Regions from separate parts of the Zea mays genome. Here region 2 is linked to region 1. A link is a contact called in public Hi-C data. All regions are on one chromosome and are shown on one strand. The core of a region is the stretch at or near the end of the contact, and the rest is flanking DNA. Distances in the headings are between cores, read along the strand shown.

Region 1 (3,497 bases), core at 609-3,108:
AATGTTCAAGGTTTATATAAAAAAAGTAGTCTAAAAAGGATAACAAAAGTAAACAAACTCCAAGTCTCCAAGAATATCTTACTTCTTGTATTGTTCATCCCATGACTTCAAGGTTGCTTGACCAGACTGCACCTCATCAAAAGTGGGAAGCTGCTGTGCTAGAAGATCAAGCTGGAACTGCAGTGACTTCAGCAACTGCAGAGCATCCTGTGCAGAACCATTCAACCTTGGAAGAGAATTTGCTTCCTCTGTCCCTTTCCCTGTTTTTCCACATGATTTGATTGCAGTAATGTTCTCGTCAAGCTGTGAAACTGCTTGGCCCCATTCTTTCTTAAGATTTTCAACAGCTTGTGTGACTCCATCCATCCTAATATCTTAATGAATCAAAATCAGCAGATTTAACATGATGGCATGTGAAAAAAGGACAACTGAAAACTTGTAACATAAACAGAATTTAGTCTTGATACATGAATAAGTGCACTCCTGAAAAACTAAGTTCCTTCTGGAGGAACAAAAAATCCTCATGGAGGAGGATTTCCTTAGCAGTGCATAAACGAATATCCATGGCATGTGGAGTACATTTAGGGTTGATGTAAAACATCCATATTCCTTACAATGAAAGAAGTAATTATAACGCAACTACACAGCATGTACCACCATCCTAAGCCCCAAATATATGCTGATGAGTAAAAACGTCATAGCCTAAAAATACCAAAAAAAACATGTATTACTCCCACTCCATCTCTTCCATGTATGTGTGTGTCGTTCCTTCTCAGAACCAAAATTAAAAGGAACTCCGTCAAACACTCAAAAACCATAAGGCCCCGTTTGTTTCCCTTCATTTTGAGGAATTAGAATCTAACTAATGGAGTAGGCTATTTTTTAGAATGTGATATTACACAAATTTTCAAAGTTTATATATAAGCCTATCTCAAATTCATGGGACGAGAGATAAAAATTGATTCGATAGATTTACATGCTACTTTTCTAATGTACAACTTATAGCATAAGTGTAGTGTATAGCTATCTCTATCATATAATTTTGGATAATATACAAATACATTATATATACAAATGTTGAAATGTGTTAACTTAATTGGTTTGTGTCTAAATTATGATTACTAGAATAGAATTCAATTCCAATGAAACAAACGGGCCTAATGGAATTTCAAATTCAGGCATTCAGCTAGCAAAGATTGCATTTCAGTGTCAAATTACTTGGCGTGTATATATGTAATACCAGCTTAGAATTTCGTCGCTGCACAGAAATTGGAACAAGTACTATTGGCGGACCCAGTACAGAGCCTACGATTTCTGTCCAAAACAAACCTCAAAACTAACTCCCTCTCCCCCAAAAAGAATGTGATTCTAGCTTTGAATCTGGACAAGAACCATATTTTTTTTGGGGACGGAGGGAGTAGGTACCATGTATATACTTGTAACTGGGTCAGATACCGATACAGATGGCTCATGTTAAGGTTTCGAGTGCTCGATTTCGCACATAATTTAGGGAAGAGAAGGCCCGTGCAGCCTGATGGGCTCTCGTCGCCGGCGAAGACCGGCGGCGGTAGTCGCCTAGTCGTCGTTGGGAGGGGGTAAAAAAGGCGAGAGAGGTAGTGAGGCAAACAGGAGAAATAAAGGGGGAAGATGGGTGAACGCGGCCGTCTGAAACTCTGAATGGATGGCATGGCAACTGGGAACATATGGCTCGTTTTTGTACCTGGTGCCTAGGGCTGCACATCCATGGCGTTTGAGGTCCCCACCCCAGCCTCCTTGCCCAGTGACGCCTCCGGGGCTGCACGGCCAGACGGGGGAGAGGAAGTCGAAGGGAGGAGGAACTTGGTGGAGGAGAAATTGATACAGATTAAAGTCAAACGACTATTATAAAACCTACAACCAAAACATAAGCATTAAATTAGAAATAATATTTCTAAAATATCTAAAACTATCTTCAACCATTCATCCAGCCAAATCTATATATTCTTACTTTCTATTCATATTTAATATCTTTCCGTCAATTATTTTCTCCATATTTGTCTTTCTCTCCAACCATTCCACCCTATTTAGCTCTTTTACCCTTTAACTGAGATATTTGTCTTTTATACATCAATATTTAGAGTTTAAAAAAAATATTATTCATATCTATAGTATCATAATACACATTATTATCTGGTAATTATATTAAAAATATACTAATTTTGCAATTAAATGGACTAATTAGTGAAAGGGGGAGATTAGAGCCCCTTCCGCAGGAACCCCCTACCCTTGCTCAGTAAGGCTGGCCGCAGCGGTCTCCGCTGAGCAGCCCCCTTCCCTTGCTAGCGGCTACAACTCCCTCCCCTTGCCCTGCAGCGCTACCCCTAGATCTAGGCATAAAACTCAAGCCCGAAGCCCAAAAACCGAAATACTCGAACCCGTGCCCGTTTAGCCCGAAACCCGATACCCGAATAGTTTAAGCGGGTAACAAAACTGGATACCCAAATTAAGTTTGGGCCTAATCAGGTGATAGCTCGTGGTACCCGAACTACCCAATAAACCCGAAATACCCTAAGTGTTGTTGTTACTATGACATGTGTTGCTTACTGTGTCATGTGCAGTGTGTTGCTGGAGCCTAGAACTAGAATCAGGATTGTGTGCTTCTAGTTGAGAGCACCTAGAGGGGGGTGAATAGGTGATCCTGTAAAAACTTGAAACTTAATGCCACAAAACTTGATTAGGAGTTAGCACAATAATGTCAAGTGGCTAGAGAGGAGTTCTTGCAAGACACAATAACCACAAGAAGATCAACACAGATAGGCACAGTGGTTTATCCCGTGGTTCGGCCAAATCCAACACTTGCCTACTCCACGTTGTGGCGTCCCAACGGACAAGGGTTGCACTCAACCCCTCTCAAGCGGTCCAAAGACCCACTTGAATACCACGGTGTTTGCTTTGCTTCACTATATCCGCTCGCGAGGAATCTCCACAACTTGGAGCCTCTCGCCCTTACAATTTGATGTTCACAAAGAAGCACGGAAGTAAGGATGGGATGAGCAACGCACACAAGACACAAAATCAGAGCACAAACACGCACACAAGTCGCAACTTGAGCTCACAACACAACCCGAAGAGTTCTCTACTCAAATGGAGCTCTAGTTGCTATCACAAAGAATCAAATGTGCGGAATTGGAGTCTTGGTGCTTAGGAATGCTTATAGAATGCTTGGTGTTCTCCTCCATGTGCCTAGGGGTCCCTTTTATAGCCCAAGGCAGCTAGGAGCCGTTGAGAGCATTCCAGGAAAGCAAATCTTTCCTTCTGTCGACTGGCGCACCGGACAGTCCGGTGCGGATTTCCTTCCTATTCTGGCGCAGCCGACCGTTGAAGTCTTGGAGCCGTTGGCGCACCGGACAGTCCGGTGCCCCCTTCTGACCGTTGGCTCGGCCACGTGTCTCGCGCAGATTGCACGGCCGACTGTTGGCTCACCGGACAGTCCGGTGATTTATAGTCGTACACCGCCG
Region 2 (3,953 bases), core at 552-3,051, 200 kb after region 1:
CTAGCAGGTACTTGGCAAAGATAGCTTCCGTGGGCCCTAAGCGTCGGCTTTGTGCCAAGTGTCATTATGGCACTCGGTAAAGACGCCTTTTTGTCGAGTGTCATTACCATAACACTCAACAAAGAAGTTTTATCTGTTCGTAGGTGTGCCTTCTTTGCCAAGTGCTATGGTCATTGCACTCGGTAAAGTGCCCAGAGAACCCCTTTTTATTTTGTTTTTGTTATTACACCAAACAAACAAAAGATATATATCATTGGCGTCACATATATATCACAGAATCATCACATGTATCACCAACACCACATATCTCACAAATAGCACCACACTAACAAGTTTCACAAATATAAATATCACCAACACCATGTATCTCACAAATCAACACCAAGTATTTGACAATGTTTCACGATGTTTCGTAAAAGTTGTCATTGTCATGTACGTTGTGTCTGTGTACAAATACAATAATCTATGTAGAAGGTTTATGATTTCATGTAAAGGTTGCACAAGTTTTGTACATGACAACTTTCATTAAACATTGTCAAATTTTTATCACAACAGCTACATATGATATTATGACATTTCGACAAGTTTCATGATTTTTTAACTTTGTGTTTTATACAACTTTAAAATAACTGGATTGCAAGTTTTTGGTCATATTTTGTGAACACTGTGTTTGAAAGTTGGAAAAAAGAAGAAAAAAAAGACAAATAAATTTTGTCGAGTGTCTTCCCTTTGACACTCGGCAAAGACAAGACTTTTGTCAAATGTCTTATATAGACACTCGACATAAGTAACGGCCGTCATAGAGTCGGCTTTTGACGACGTTTTGCAAAGTGTATTTTTGTTACCGAGTCTTTCGCGCTCGGCAAAAATGTATTTATACGTACTACGTTAGAAGTGCGTGTTTTAAATGCTTTAGCTATTTGGGACTTTACGTTGCAAATGTTTTTATATTTTGGAGCCAATATTTTAGCGTGGAACGACGTGGCGCGTATCCAGAGGCGTGGGGGACGTGGTTTCTGCTGGCGAGCTTAGGGGGCGCGTGAAACAGAGATCGGGCGGAGCGGTTCGGCACGAGGAGCGCGCACGAAGCTTTGTCCGGACGTCGGAGCGCCAGATTCTCTAACGTGGGTCTGCTGCCACAGTGGCTTGGTAAATGAAATGAAACAGTCTAATAATCGAGGAGCCCGGGGGAGAATCGGGAGGGACAACTACGCATCCACGACGGCGAAAGCAAAGCAAAGCAAGGCAAGCGAAAGTAGGAGAAATAAACCCAGCTGCAGCTACATGCTGCTGCAGCCAGAGACGATACAGTATGCGACTGTGGCGTACGTACCATTAGGCCGTAGGCGAACATCTGGACGCCGGCGTTGCCGAGCGACGCGGCGGCGAGCTCCAGGTTGCCGAGGTGGCCCGAGAAGATCTGCGTGGACATGGACATGAGGTAGTTGATCATGTACATCACCACCGCGGGCGCCGCCAGCCGCGTCAGCAGCCGCAGCTCGATGGCGGCCGCGGCCCACGGCGACGCCGCCGCCTCCGCCGTCAGGATGCTCTCCAGCCGCTCCGACGCGTCCGCCCCGTCGTCGCCCGCCATATATACGATGCCTGTGTTAGCTTGGGATGGAACGGAACCAATGCGCGGGGGTAGGGGTAGTAGCTAAATTATGCCTTGGGATTCCATTTCCAAGGCCGAGGGCTGCTAATTTATCGGCCTCGTGCTCGAGCCACTGCGCTGCGCCCCCCGCCGAAACGTTCTGCACCACAGCCTAGCTACTGCTGCAAATGGATTAGAAAATGACAAACACTCGCAATCTAGCGAATTCGGCTGGAAACAGTAAATGCACGCTTGGATGCACTCCCCTCCGTCGTCCCATAATACTACTCCCTCAACCCGGCCATAAGTACTACGTTTGTTGTACTTTCTTTGTCGTTCTGTAATAAATACATCTGCCAGCAGTCCCATAAATACATTGCTCTAAGCTAACAGCTCTAGCTAGATATAAAAACAACACAGCTCTAACTATCTCTCTCTCTTGGATTAGCATGTTTCGCCTTTACTTATCATTGCGCCATGATGACAAATTGTCCCGCGTGTCGTATCTTGCTTTATTCCTGTGACGTACACTTATACTTCGTAGAAAATACACCCGTGCGTTTTAGTTTGTACAAAACATATTCCGTGCGTAGGTGTTTACACCCCAAAAAAATATCAAATGTTCTTCAATAACAAGCGGGACCAGAATAGTACTACGGAATTTATTTTTGATTATAAGACATTTAGGTTTTTCTAGATATACATTATTTTTGTTATGGAGATTTACTAAAATTTAGGTGTCCTCAATTTTAGTTTGAGCAAAGTGCATCAACAGTCCATAAACAATTTCGGGTGTTATCTATGTCCATGTACTATTCATTCAAGGTCACATAAACCCCCATTAACGATGTAAAGTGTGTCATCTAGGTTTATAAACTTTTTCAAAGGTCACATGACCCCCTCCCCCTATTAGAGCTTGTTCGTTTCACCTTTAATCCATGTGGACTGGGTGGTATCGAGTCGGTTTAAATCCATAGCAAGTCAAAATCCATCTCAATCCATCCTAATACACTTCAATCCACATGAAATTGGAATAATCGAACAAGGCCTTAGGTGGAATGTCACGTTAGCGATTGATCTGACCCTTTACATATTCGACTTTATTTGACAGACTTTAAATAGTAAATGGCAAATATTTTTTTACAGGTATTAAATATAGTGTACTTATAAAAACTAACTAATATAGATAAAAACTAAAAGACGTGATCCAAACTAAACTTTTAGAGGAACACACACTCCCTCAGAATAAAAACACGCATGAGAGATAGAAAAAAAAAGAGTGAATTTTATTTAAACAAACAAAAATTAAATTTACTACAGCACCCAAACCAAAGTAGAATCCGAGGACGCAGCCAAGAGGATCCCGACGCCCTAGTCGCATGCGACGTTGCACATACGCCACGAACGCTTGTCGCCCGCGCAGCAAACAGCCACGGCCTGCAAAGTTGCAAAATGTACGCCTGGCCTCTCTCAAAAAAATGTCACCACATGATTGGCATCGAGCCACCAGCCAGGTAAAGTTAAATGTATATAAGCAGCGTTGCAGCGGAGCGGGCAGCCTGAAGTTTTTTTAGCCTGGTCAAAACACAAACTAAAGTAGGCTGAGTGTCTGCTATAGAAGTTCCAATTTAAATCTTTACAATATCACTAAATTTATATTGCACATTTACCGATGAGCCGATCGGCCGCCGGGGCGTGACAAGACGGTGAGTCTATGTCTACAGTCTACTACACTAGTATATAATACAGGTACCAGCAGACAGGACGGTCTATGGATACAGACGCGCAAAATGAGCTGCTGCGATACGAACGCTCAAAAGAAATGCCCCTTCCAGCCATGCACGTATGCGGACATACAAATCGAGATGAGAGAATCCGTGGATTTTAGAATACGACGACAGCTAGTGTCCCTTTTGGGTGTCTTCATCCTCGCTCTATTGGAAACGTGAGCCGTTGCATGCGACCTCTTATTTTCCACGTTCGCGGATCTATTGAAAATAGCCTTAAGTTGATTTTACTAAATTTTTGTTCTCCTTTTTTTTTTATAAAAAATTGACCACGCGTTAGATTGGAAAAAAATTGTGTTATATGAATCAAGTCCTAGACCACCATCCGAGTGGTATAGAGCATAGATCCGCCTCTAGCTACAACATGCACCATATCACCCTCTTTGGTGAAGGCGTACATATATAGCTAATGTAGTCGTAGAGGCACACTGCCGATGACGGCTATAATCGACGCCAATGCTAGAAACAACGTTAGAATTTGATGTGAATTTTAACATGGGTCTCGCATGGATATCTGGAGGGTTCGTGGTTTGAGTTATGTTAATTAGCAGATTTATTTTTGTATTGGAGTG

Evidence for each region. Hi-C and Micro-C count contacts between places; a contact is called where the count stands out from the background.
Region 2: a contact with region 1 is called in a Hi-C map of leaf, with 4 times the contacts expected there. The contact joins the promoter of LOC103643608 here to the promoter of LOC100284137 in region 1. A contact is called at or near these places in 3 of 25 Hi-C or Micro-C datasets (ear, leaf and tassel).

What each region holds. Positions count from the first base shown.
Region 1 is chr1:250,927,702-250,931,198 of Zm-B73-REFERENCE-NAM-5.0, forward strand. It overlaps LOC100284137 (sec20 family protein), which reads right to left and starts at 1,859. Exons shown (of 8, transcript NM_001412745.1): 1 at 1,721-1,859; 2 at 83-374. The coding sequence starts at 366.
Region 2 is chr1:251,127,186-251,131,138 of Zm-B73-REFERENCE-NAM-5.0, forward strand. LOC103643608 (protein DETOXIFICATION 40) reads right to left here and starts at 1,802. Exons shown (of 7, transcript XM_008666772.4): 1 at 1,334-1,802. The coding sequence starts at 1,594.